Linked DNA regions of Mus musculus: region 1 is linked to region 2. Evidence: chromatin contacts called from public Hi-C data. All regions are on one chromosome and are shown on one strand. Each heading gives the region's core, a stretch centred on a gene start, on an enhancer-like site or on the middle of the called end of the contact. The rest is flanking DNA. Distances are from core to core; before and after follow the strand shown.

Region 1 (6,515 bases), core at 1,050-3,549, 72 kb after region 2:
CTATAGATAGATACTGCCTATGGAATTTGACTTTATCATGAAATATCTTTCCCCCATCTAGGATGATTAAACATTTTTCCTGGGTATCTGTAGTCTCTTAGAGTTTTACAGTCAAGGCCCGCCTGGCTTTTAGAGTGTGTGCTGGGAAGTTGGGTGTGATTCTGACAGCTCTGCCTCTTACTTACTCCTTCCCCTGTAATGTTCTTTCTTTGTTCTGTGTGTTTATTGTCTTCACTATTATGTGGGAAGGGGACTTTCTTTTCTGGTCCAATCTATTAAGTGTTCTATAAGCTTCTTGTATCTTTATAGGTATCCCCTTCTTTACATTTTGAAATTTTTCTTCCACACGCATGCATATATATAAATTTTTAAAAAGCATTTAAAAATATTGAATGGCTCCTGAGGAATACACCAGAGGTTGACATGTGATACACACATACACACGTACACACATACACAGATACATAGTAAACTTGGCATTCCATGTGGGTCCAAGTGTCAAGCTTAGATTATAGTTTTCTTAACTGTTTGTTTCTTCTGCTTACCATTGCAGAGAACTGCCAGACGTGGTGGTGCACATCTTGAATCCCAGCACTCAGATGCAGAGGCAGGTTGTGTTCAAGGCCAGCCTGGCATGCATAGTGAATTCTAGAACAGCCAGAAATACATAGTGAGACCCTGTCTCAAAAATGAAATTGCTGGAGAGATCACTTGCTCCGTTTCTAGGCAAGTTTTTTTTGTTTGTTTGTTTGTTTGTTTTCTGTTTTTTGTTTGTTTTGTTTTGTTTTTTGAGACAGGGTTTCTCTGTGTAGTCCTGGCTGTCCTGGAACTCACTGTGTAGACCAGGCTGGCCTCGAACTCAGAAATCTGCCTGCCTCTGCCTCCCAAGTGCTGGGATTAAAGGTGTGCGCCACCACTGCCCAGCTTTTTAGGCAAGTTTTTAAATATACTTAATAATTTACATGTATCTCCCATATTAAACTTTGAGCTTTCTTTCCTCCTTTTCTAGTTTTTTCCTTTTTTTTTTTTTTTTTTTTTTGAGACAGGGTTTCTCTGTATAGCCCTGGCTGTCTTGGACCTCACTTTGTAGACCAGGCTGGCCTCGAACTCAGAAATCCGCCTGCCTCTGCCTCCCAAGTGCTGGGATTAAAGGCGTGCGCCACCACGACCGGCTCTAGTTTTTAAGATAGGGTCTTATGATCCTCTTGCTTCTCTCTCCCAACTGCTGATATGACAGGCCGTGCGTGCGTGCGTGCATGCGTGTGCATGCGTGTATTTGGGGGGCATGTCATCAAGACTAGAGTTTCATGTATGCTGAAAAGCACTCACTCTACCCACAGAGCCCCATTTGAGCCCTAATTTTAGGTTTCTAAGTCTTTTCTCTTTTGAGATATAGACTCACTGCATAGCCATAACTGGCCTAGAATTCTGCCTCTGCCTTTGTCCCTTTGTCCCTTGACCTCTGCCTCAGATTAAGGAAGTGCCTCCATACCCAGTCTTTGCTTTGTACTTCTAGATGTTTGTGATCTCTTACTAATAGTAGCATCGCCCAAGATCCAACATTTCTTGTTTGATGCAGAATGAGTTACTTAGGTGGTCAATTCCATAGTAACTCTGCTTGCTGGGAAGTTTTAAATTATACTAAGCAGAGGCCTAAATTTCTGTGAGTTCTTTTTTCAGGGATTAGGGGTTGAGACAGGACCTTTACTTTGACCGACTTGGCCTCTCAGGTGGAACAGTCCTCTTGTCCCGGCCTCCCACATGCTGGCATTGCAGGTGTGCGCTTCTCACTGCTGGAAGCGAATCCATCTGTGCCTTGGTGCCGACAGTCATAATGCTCCTTCCCTAGTAGATTTCAAGGATTTGAAAGAGGCTTTTGAGTCTTTTCCATTGTCTTTACTTCAGATGTCATGTATGTAAGTGTATTATAGTCCCTGACACACTCCAGTTTAGCTGTATTCCTCTTAAAATATGAGACTTAACATCCCAGATTTGGGAGTGTGTAAAGTAGGGTAGTAAAGTTAGCCTGTGTCTTGGCTTTAGTTATAACTTAGAATCTTCTCTATGGGACTCCAGAGTTTGCTTGTACCTGGTGTCAGAATTAATTGTATGTATATTAATTTGATGTAATTTGATACAGCTGCTGGGGAATTCCAGTTAAATTTTTTTTAAGTCAGAACCCAAATGTCATGGTCAGCAGATCTTATCCCATTACCGGATGGAGAAGAATCTCTTCTTCTGTAGAAGCCGTAGTTTTCTTACTTGGCTCACTTGTCATGACTACCTTTGTCCCACTTTCTAAGAGCTGTGAGAGTGAACTTTGTTAAGCTAGTCACTGAGTGTGTGTTGGACTCCAGGCTTTTTGTGGAGATTACAGAAATGAATGCCTGGTCCTTTCATTTGGGGAGTTTGATGTTAGACTATCCCTAACCTCGTGCATGTGAGACTAAAGTGGGCTAGTGTGACAGCAGTCTGACAGCAGCTTACCATACTGTTGTGCATCCAGAGGAGGGCTGTGTAGTAAGGAGATCTGCCACCATGGGCACTTGAACTAGCATGGTGGTGAGAGCATGGCCTCTGTAGTCTAGGTCTTGAGTTTGAATTGTGGTTTCCTGCTTGCTTGCTTGCTTGCTTACTTAAGTGTGGCCTTGCAGGTTTGTTATGCAGTTGAACTGTGCCTCAGGATGGTGCTTCATGAAGTTGTGAACACTGGCCAAGTTAGTAGATCCAAAAGGTTTAGAACAGTATTTGTTTTTAACGAAATACTCTGAATGTTTGCCACCGTCACCATGGAAATCAGAAGTGTTCATCCTAGGAAGAACTTGGAAAAGCTTTTTAGTTCTTTGAAACTCTTCCATATAGAAGAATGATCTGTTTATTCTTTGTGATTCCAAATCCACAGCTTTCATGCAGCAGATAGCTGGCTCCTCTGCTGTGGCCTCCCCACTGCTTCATTTACATGAGCCATGCCCAGCTGAAACCTTCAGTAAGTAGTGCATCTGGAGTCACTATAGCAACTGAAGACTGGTTGGCCACTGCTGGCGGTCACTGATAAGTTTCAACAGAATGGATGTAAGCCTGTAGGGCCCCTAGTGTTAAAACTGAGGAGGTAGAGAGAACAAGTGTAAGGCAGACACAAAACCAGACACAGAAAATTTTCTATATGTACTCCATCTTTGCCCTTAGAGATTCTGCTGTTCTGGCAAACACAAGGAACCTGGGGGGTGGCTAGTTTTGTTGTAGTCTGGCACATGGAACAGTTACATACTAGCTTGCTACAAAGTGGAGAGTGACTCTGGCTCAGATGTAGAGAACTCATCTTGCTGTAATTAGTAAGGTTATTTTCTCTGCTTTCCAGGCTGCTCTTGAATTCAGGACTTCTGTCTGAGACGCTTGTTTGAGGATCTCTGCTTGTTAGTTCTCATCTGTTAGGCTTGTCTTTGGTTGTGTTGACTCTGACCTAACTGAATTCATGTCTTAGTTTTCCAAAAGCTTATGTCACAGAGTGCCTTCTCTCCCAATCTCAGCGTCTAATTACAGTAATTCTGACTCAAGGATTTATAGGTGTTTTCAATTTGCAAACCTGTTATATAGTATATAGTATATAGTCTGAATACTTCAAGATCTCAAGTACATTTCTAAATTTTTTTATTATGGAAAATTTCACATGTACACAAAAACAAAGAGTGTAATGAACCTCCATGTGCCAAATCAATTGGTAACACTTTGCCTGTCATTCATTCATTTCATATTGTGACTGAATAGTCTGTAGTCCGTTAGCATTCAAATACACACTCTTCACTCTTAAGATTCAGCCCCTATGTAGGGAAGATCATATTGTGAACAGCTTGCTTTCTTTTTATGAAGTCCTTCTAGCAGATAACACCAACTTAATTACCGCTTTTAGATGAACATGATTATGATTTATTTTGGTCTGAGATATACATCTTGCATCCTGTCAGCTGTCAGTCGGCTTCTACACTGTGGTGTCACATTTTCACACTGGTTCCATTTAAGAAATGACTTTGGATTATACAGTTTGCACCTCTTATCCATAACCATTTAGTAATAAAAAGTTTTATGTAGACTTGAGTTAGTTTTATTAGCATTGTGTGTGTGTGTGTAACTTAACATGCTGATTTCTCATGAAGAAACCTAATTGTTTATTGGGAAGACATGAATTTCTCTTTTGTCTCTTATGAAAACTTTTTTAGAATGAAAGTATAAACATAGGTAAATTTGTAAAATTTCTGCTTTTCCCTAGAGAGCCCCCCTTTCATCTGACTAGAAGAGGCTGGGGTGAGTTTCCTGTCAGAGTGCAAGTTCACTTTAAGGACAGCCAGAACAAGCGGATAGATATCATACACAACCTGAAGGTACTGTAGCAGAGCGTTGTTCCTGAGAAACACGGTGTCTGTCTGCGTTACCTGCTTTCACCCGACGGTCATGGCTTCGATGGTGCAAGCAGGGGAATCCTTTAGTATCCGATGCTGACTGCTGCAGCTGCCCTCTCCTCAGAGCTGGGGAGGCAGCTGCTTGACACTGCATGCTTTAAAAAGGTGAACTAACTCCCAAGTAAAGAAAAGATTCAATTCTTTATCAAACACACCATTGATATGTTGCTCGAGACCCTGTTACTCCAGCCTTTCTCTTTTAATTTAATTAATTTTTTAGTATATGAGGCAAATACTTTGTGTTTTTCAGTCCCTACCAGCATCTCACAAAATGCACACATGAAGATTAAGGTAAGTGAACATGTTTGGCCAACAATGCAACAATACATAAGCTTGGAATAGTTGAAACCGAGATCCTTCATTGGTTCTACTGCCCTTGTAGTTTATTATAGGGCCGTTATAATTCATATCTATTAAGTACTTTCTATACAACTCTAGCTAGAGCATATGTAACTGTTGCTGTAGTACATGAAGGCAGAGCATTAGCACTGCGTGCAGAAGAGTCTCGAGCATGTACACATCTATGTTCAATGAGTAAGGCACTAGACCCCATCCCCAGCACTAATAAAAAGAAATCAGGTTTTAGAGTTCTGGTGTAGCATAGGAGTGGTAGAGCGTGTGCAAGAAATCCTCAGTACCACATATGAAAACAAGATCCACAAAATGTTGGATTAATTGAAACGATAATATTGTGGTTAGTTTTTCTGCTCTTTTTTGTTTTCTTTGTGTTTTATATTTGTTTTTAAATATTTTTTGCAATTACATAATAAATACATGTAAATATCATTGGAAGACCATCATTCTCAAAGTTCTTCTTGGATTCTTTGTAGTAGAGGTAATAGGTTGTATTATTTATATGCAGCTTAATTCTAATAGTGTGCTTTCCCCAAGTCACCCTTCTTTTGTGGTTATCATTCAAGCTCCCAAAATTTGAACTAAATAAGGTTGAATGTATCTAAAGAGTTTTTGTCTTCATTACCTTTCTTGTACAAATGTACCTATTTCAGTGCTGAGATGTTGGGCTTTTCCTTCTGTTGATGATAGACAGCAAGCACTGTTTGTTTCTCCTGCTTATATTTTCATGAGATTAGAGAGGAGCGGAAAGCAGCTTTAAAGAGCTGAGGGGGGCCTTGATGAGATGGGCAGATACTTTGGTTTTTAAAAACATAATGTATTTTTATTTTTTACGTGTGAGTGTTTTGCCTGCATGCATGTATGTGCACAGCATGCTTATTCACAGAGACCAGAAGAGGGTATCAGATCTCCTAAAACTGGAGTTACAGAGAGCCGCAAGCCGCCATGCGGGTGTGGGGAACAGAACCCAAGACTCTACAGGAGCTCAGTACTCTTAATCAGTGAGCCGGTTCTGCAGCCCCAGTCCTGCTTTTCTTCCCTCGCTGCGTGTACGTTTTATCTGGCAGTAGCCCCAGCCCCAGATCATCAGCCAAGGGGCACTTTTACATAGTTCCTACCTGTTACCTTTTCTTCTGGTTCTCAGTGGAAGAGTATTTGAGACACAGTTTTTTTTTTTTTGGTTTTGTATGTTCATGTTTGAGATGGGTTCTCACATGTAGATCAAACTGGCCTATAACTCAGAGATCTGTCTATCGCTGCCTACTACTGGCATTAAAGATTTGCACCACCACACCTAGTCTTGAAGAACAGTATTTTAAAATTATAGTAAGGTACACTTTAAAAAAAAAGATTGACTGTTTTTAACTATGTGTCTGCGTTGGTGTCCATGGAGACAGATTATAGAAGTACTTATTCCTATCTTTAGAGGATAAACAGAGGCATGGATAGAACCTACAGTTTTGCTCTTGTCTTTTGAGCAGCTGTCATCTTGGCTAAGAGCTTAAATAGTAAAACTCTAGATCTCAGGATACTTGCTGCTCAAGCCACAGAACCTGCAGCATCCATCCCCTACCGCAGATGCCCAAAGGCACCCTACTAACACTAAAACTCTAGCTGGCAGACTGGAGAAGTACCCACTTTAAAGCAGGTATTGGTGGCCATACATTATGTCCCTCTCCCACGTCCCTGCCTCCCGCCCTGGAATCT
Region 2 (6,877 bases), core at 4,208-6,707:
ATTATATCTCCCCATCAGAAAGAGTAAACCGTCTTCTCTATGATATCCTTTGTGCGAGAAAGAATGTATAACATACGATAACAAGTCTACAGAGGATCTGCTGAGGCCTGGGTACATGAAGGTGGGGACATGTCTACAAAACCAGCACGTGGGAGACTGAGGGAGAATGATTGCTATGAGTTTTAAGATCAGCCTGACAAAACAAGAAACAATAAAATAAATGAAGAATATTTTAAAAGCCAGTCAAGGTGGCTCATGTCTATAATTCCAGCACTTGAGAAGATGAGACAGGAGAACTGCTACAAGTTCAATGCCAGCCCGGGATTTATAGTGAATTCAAGGTCAGCCTGATATAGGGAACAACCCCAAATCAATGTCAAAACCAAACAAATAAAATAGGATCCAGAGAGGCAATTTCATAAAACCTTTGTCCTCTAGCCATATGTACTGGCTGGTTTTGTGTGTCAACTTGACACAGCTGGAGTTATCACAGAGAAAGGAGCTTCAGTTGAGGAAATGCCTCCATGAGATCCAGCTGTAAGGCATTTTCTCAATTAGTGATCAAGGGGGGGAGGTCCCCTTATGGGTGGTGCCATCTCTGGGCTGGTAATCTTGGTTCTATAAGAGAGCAGGCTGAGCAAGCCAGGGGAAGCAAGCCAGTAAAGAACATCCCTCCATGGCCTCTGCATCAGCTCCTGCTTCCTGACCTGTTTGAGTTCCAGTCCTGACTTCCTTTGATGATGAACAGCAATGTGGAAGAGTAAGCTGAATAAACCCTTTCCTCCCCAAGTGCTTCTGGTCATGATGTTTGTGCAGGAATAGAAACCCTGACTAAGACACCATGCAATACTTAAATTTACCTTGATTTGCACCCATAGTTAACATATGCTTATTTATGTGATTTCTTTTAGCTTTAATTTCTGAGGTTTTTTTTTTTTCCTTAAAACTTGCTTTTCCAAGTCAATATAAGAGATAGTATATCTCTTTTTACTCTTCCTTTATTTTCTTCACTACAACTCATGTTCTTAAAGTACAGGACAAAGCACAGAAGGCAGAAACTATATAAGAGGAGCTGAAAAGATGACTTAGTAATTAATATCATATAGTGTCCTTGCAGAGGACCAGGGTTGGTTCAAGCACTCGCTTTGGAACCAGGGGATCCAGTGCCTTCTCCTTGGCCTCCATGGGCACCGGCACTAACGTAGTACACATCCAAAATCTAGGGCACATAAACATATACATAGAAATTGGTGAGAGAAAAAATGGTGATTATTCTTGGTTGTTGTTAAATACTCACTATATCCCACATACTACATATTTGCTTTTTTCCTATTTTATCCTCATAATTACACAAAGTAGGTAGTTTTATCTTAATTTATTTTTATATTTTAAATGTTTTTATATTTTTGTACTTTAAATAGCTTTTTGGTTTGGTTAGGTTTGTGCTATGTAACGTAGGCTGGCCTCAAACTACTGATATTCCTACCTCAAGGTCCTCAGAACTGAGATTACAAGTGGGAACTGCCACTCCCAGAATTATCCTCATTTTGAAGATGAGAAAACAGGCTGAGAAAGGTTAGCGTACTCAAGCATGAGGCTACTAGGATGCAAAGCTAGCATTCGGACCAATCCTCTGACTATAAAGCACCACTGCAAACAGAGTTGGAGGACACAACCGTCAAAGGGCTAAGCTTATGTAATGAAGTAGCAAAAGCAACCCAGCATAGGGTGACCTCTGGGCTATCCGCTGTGGAAACTTTCTGAGATCTCTAATAGAGCTTCAGGGAGGTTGTGTTACTTAGAGTGGGTGCCTACACAGAACCTCTGGGGAGCACAGCATCCGCTGAGATGACAAAATGAGAACTCTGGGTCTGGCGGTTGTTGCCCAAGCTTTATGTCTGAAGAAAGTCGGTGAGATTTTTCAAGAACAAAAATGGAGGTTACTCTTGGGTATGTTTAGCCCCTCTCCTTCATGGACTCTGCAGGATTCATGGAATGTCTGTCTACTAAGCAATCCAAGGACCACAAGTGGGCAAGATAAATTCTTAGGACCTGTTGGCATCTTCAAGAAGAAGAGTGCCAGGAATAACAGATCAAGCTGAGGTTCATACATGCCTCTACAGGTCACTAGAGCAAGAAACTGGGGCCAGGAACATGAACTCTATACAGACTCTATGGTAGTTTGAATGAGAATGGCTCCTATAGATGCATACATTTGAATGTCTGGTTCCCAGTTAGTGGAACTCTTTGGAAAGGATTAGGAGGTGTGGCCTTGTTGGAGGAAATAAGGGCTTGGGGTTTCAAAAGCCATGCCAGGGCCAGCCAGGCAGTTACTCAGTCTCCACACACACCCTCTCTCTGCCCGCAACTTGAAAATCAGATATGAACTAATCTTAGCTACTTTTCCAGCACCATGCCTTTCTTGCCATGCCACCATGTTCCCTGCCATGGTGATCATGAATCAACCCTCTAAAACTGTAAGCAAGTTCTCAGCTAAAGTGTGGCAGCTCACAACTGTCTATAACTGTAGTCCCATGGGACCTGATGCCCTCTTCTCAGATGTATGTATGTGCAGACATACACGTGGACAAAATACATACATATATATGTGTGTGTGTATCACAAACAAATAAACCTTTTTAAAAAATAATGATGAAAAAAAGCATATAGAGATAGTATCATCAAAATGGGAAGTCACAAATCCAGAAGAAACCAACTGGGGAAGTCGAGGCAGTCAGCTGGAGTTCCAACCTGAGCTTTGTCTCCACTGAATGAGCTTGCTATGGCTGAACTTCCAACTTCCTTTTCCCACTGTAACCTCTCTTGGAGGTGGCTCACTTTCTAGCTGTTTTCAAGGAAACCGTGACTTTTATGGTTTATTTTTGGGCTGTTTCACTGTTCTCTTCCCTCCCTCGGAACATCATCTCAGACAAGGGACCCTGGAAGACACTTTAGACAACCATGCCTGGGTCTGAGTTGGGAGGGAAGGAACACCACTTCCAATGCCAGCTTCTTAGTAAGCTCAAACAGCACAAAACAATTAACCAGGGTTCCATCGTAGCAGTGCACAGGCTGGGCATAGACTCATAATCCTAGTACTCAAAGTGCAGGAGGAGCTGAGAGTTCCACATCTTCATGTGAAGGCTGCTAGCAGAATACTGACTTCCAGGAAGCTAAGATGAGGGTCTTAAGCCCACACCCACAGTGACACACCTACCCCAACAAGGCCACGCCTCCTAAGGACAAGCATATACAAACCATCACACCATACCTCCCTTCCCATAGAAAGGGTGACCTCATGACCTTATATGATCCAAGTCACATAAGCCCTATTCTTCTGTCTTGTTCGTAGAGCATAGACCACATATCAACTAAGCCAGCTTCCTTACAATGTAATATGCTCCTTCGCTCAGAAATCTTTAAGAATAGACGGGGGCTGGAGAGATGGCTCAGCGGTTAAGAGCACTGACTGCTCTTCTGAAGGACCTGAGTTCAAATCCCAGCAACCACATGGTGGCTCACAACCATCCGTAACAAGATCTGGCACCCTCTTCTGGAGTGTCTGAAGACAGCTACAGTGTATTTAAAGCATACAATAAATAAGTAAATCTTTAAAAACAAAAACAAACAAAAAAAGAATATTTGTTAAAAAAAAAAAAAGAATAGACACCTTGCTTTTTACTTTGAGTGAAACTAAGTTTCTCACTTTGGGCCCTACTGTACTGCTTGCTGAAGCATTAATAAAATGCTTGCCTGAAAAACGAATAAGTTCAAACATATCTCTCTCTCTCTCTCTCTCCCTCTCTCTCTCTCTCTCAAATCTCCCTCCAAAAAATAAAAAATAAAATAAAATAAAATAAAATAAAAATTCTATCACTAATGAATTAGAGGTCAGCCTCAGAAACATTAAGACGCTGTTTTGCAACCTAAATAAAGGATCTGGAGCAATGACCCCATTGTTAAAAACACTGACTGCTTTATGAGAGAGGATGAAGCCTAGAATTCCAGCATCCCTACATGGTAGCTCACACTCTCTGAAACCAACTCCAGTGCTGGGGAATCTGGTGCCTTCTTCTGGCCTCCATGGGCATTGCATGCAGGCACATGGTACACAGACGCAGACAAAACATATTTAAATTTTAAATTTTTAAATAAATAGAGCTGAAGAAATGACTTAATGGCTAAGAGCACTTATTGCTCTATCTGGATTTCAGCTCCCAGCACCTGCAGCTCCAGGGGGACCCAATGACTCTGATCTTTACCAGCACTCAGATAGCCAATACAGACACACACAAAGAATTAATAATAATAATAATAATAATAATAATAATAATAATAGACAATTTAAAAAGAATTCTAGATAGTTTTCCTTCAAGTTATGTATCTTGTTTAAATCAATTTGTGGAGAAGAGAGGGGAAGAGAAGGAAGGAGGAGGAAAAGAGGGGAGGAGGGGAAAAGGACGAGGGAAGGAAGGAGAGAATATGAAAATAAATCTTCTTGCTTTGACAAGAGAAAACCAAAGAAAGGACTCTCTAAGCTGATAGCACCAACTGGTCAAGCCAGAGTGGCAAGCAGTTTTACTGCAGGCCTAGCCATAAATCTTAGAAAAGTCAAAGAAAGGTCCCCCCCACTCCACCCCCCACCCCCGCGCCCCAGGAAGTACTCAGTAGGCTTTTTTTAAGTTAATAGAACATGAAAAGGAGACCTAAAAGCTTATCAAATGGCCTGCCTGTCAACTCTGCTCCTCTCTCTCTACCTTGTGGCAACACATCTAATTTTAACGGAGGCAAGGCTGTCTTAATGAAGTGCAGAAGGAAGAAGTACGTAACTTTTGTCAGAAGCCAGAACTATCCAAACATTTTCAAGAGCAGAGGACGGCCATCCTTGAAAAGGAATCTCCTAGAAACAAAACATCTTGAAGAAGATTCCATGTGCCTCGGAAAATAAAGGTTTGTTACAATTTTTGTTCAACTCCTGCATCTGATTAAGACAAAAATTAAATTAAATTTAAAAAGTAACTGAGGCTCTGATAGCGACCTTGACAGATTTACAAAGAAAGCGTCCTCTGCAATTATGACCAGGCTTCTAGTACACTCCACCTCTCAGGCCCTCTGATTTCCCAAGTGTGTTAGAACATGGTAATTAAAACAAGCCTTATTCCAAGCTCTAAGGTTGGCTAAGTCCTGGTCTTGTGCTTTGGCTTTGGGATGTAAAGGGCTCTTTGAAAACAATCAACATACCACTTCTGTCTTGATCAAGATGCATTCCTTTAATCTTATTCTACCTTAAATAAATGTTTGGAATTAGCAGCCCGGGGTTGGGTTTCCGCCCTCTAGCGGAACCCAGATGGCCTGAGAGCCCACCGGCAGTAAAAACTACGTCTCCCAGAATGCTCCGGGAAGGCGGATGCCTCCCCCCCATTGGCCAAGGGTGGGTGACGCTAAGTGTTTTGGCTCGACGGTCACATGTTTCCTTTGTTGTGAGCAGTGGCAGAGACTGGCGGTGGCTCGAGGAGACGCCGGCGCAGCAGGGACGGGGGTCGCCGCTCGTGCCGCTTCCAGCCTGCGCCGAGAGGTACCAGGGTGGCCGCTCCAAGCGGCATGCGACCGCGGCGCTGATCCCCGGCACCGGCGGGAGGGAGGCGAGGTCCCTGGCTGCCAGAAGCCCGATGCGGCCTCGGGCGTGGGGACAGGGCAGGGACGAGCCCCGCGGCAGCAATACACTTAGGGTGGAAGCGGCCGGAGTGTTTCGGCCTCGGACCTGGAGTTTCCGTGGGGTGACCGTGAGTGCTGTCGCCTAGCACGGATAAGGATCGGGGTGCTGGGGCCATAGCAGCCAGCAGCACAGTTGCGAAACATGCGGGGCGTGGTCACCTGACCGTTACCCGCCCCCGCGAAGCCTTTGTTTACCGGGAGCGCGGCCTCGGGCCGTCCCGGGGGAGCCCCCACCCGGCTGCCCGCTTCCTTCTCAGGGCCCTCTGCTTCTTAATTTAGTTCCCAATGTTCCCGCCCCCAAGCCCTGGGCACCCGAGGCGAAGATCGTTCGGGCGGCCGGGATTGGGCGCTGCAGGCGGGCCGGGCCGGCGAGTTCCGAATTTTTATTGGCAGGGGGTGGTAGGTGGGTGGCCCGTGCCAGGCAGTCCCGCCCTCGCCTGAAGGTGACCTGGAGGACGCGGGCGCCGAGGGAGGGGAGCAGCGGGGCGGTGGGTAGGAAGGGGGCGTGCCCTGCAGAGGCCAGGGGGTGGGGGCTAACCCGTAGCTCCTGGCGTAGGACAGCGCGCAGCTCTGCGAAGTTGCCCTTGCCTGCTCTGTCCAGCCTTAGGTAGTAAAGGATGACCCACAAGGCCACATTTGAGAAGCTTCAATATCAGCTCTAGCGGATTTTAATCATGTCAATTTTTTTTTCTGTTAGTGTTCTCAGCTGACACCTGGCACAACCACCAGATGGTTGATGGTTGATAATGGTTTGGTGTTTTGTTTTTCTTTATTAGGATTTAATATGTATCCCTTGCCACTAAAAATATAAACGGTGGCTTTTACCTTTAAAAAAAAAGATATTTTGAGGTTATTCACCTAAAAGTTTTTTGGTTTTGGATTTTTGAATGAGCTTTCTTAGTTTTCCCTTTTTGGGGCACACAATTTCGTGTATTAATCTCCCAGGTAATTGAGAAGTTTCTGATAAGTGAGTTGAAGGTGTGTTTGGAAAACTGTACATTAAGATAACCGAAAGCCCAGTCATTTCCAGACGGAGGATATTAAAGGTGGTTTTCCAAATCTCTTAAACTTATGGTGCAGCTAGGTTTTGTCATTTTATCTCAGAAAAGTTGAGTTTCTTCAGTAAAGCAGGTATAATATACTTAATAAAGCAGCCTTAATA

What was found. A called contact is a pair of places that touch in the nucleus more often than the background predicts.
Region 1: a Hi-C map of liver shows a contact between it and region 2, with 1.7 times the contacts expected there. The contact joins the enhancer-like site here to the promoter of Klhl24 in region 2. A contact is called at or near these places in 4 of 484 Hi-C or Micro-C datasets (Sertoli cells, cortical neurons, embryonic stem cells and 1 more), 5 of 115 datasets of contacts at active chromatin or transcription factors (CD8 T cells, the SCID.adh cell line, bone marrow-derived macrophages and 1 more) and 3 of 9 other capture datasets (adipose tissue, liver and pancreatic islet).

What each region holds. Positions count from the first base shown.
Region 1 is chr16:20,166,927-20,173,441 of GRCm38.p6, forward strand. Yeats2 (YEATS domain containing 2) reads left to right here. Exons shown (of 31, transcript NM_001145930.1): 8 at 4,265-4,376. Among named protein-coding and RNA genes, the nearest start is that of Yeats2, 29 kb to the left of the region's middle. Within about 2 kb of position 2,300, at least 21 of the 459 cell types and tissues checked have an H3K27ac peak or open chromatin away from gene starts, as enhancers often do. A contact at or near this core is called in cortical neurons and liver, where this site is marked.
Region 2 is chr16:20,092,097-20,098,973 of GRCm38.p6, forward strand. Klhl24 (kelch-like 24) reads left to right here and starts at 5,458. Exons shown (of 8, transcript NM_029436.3): 1 at 5,458-5,575.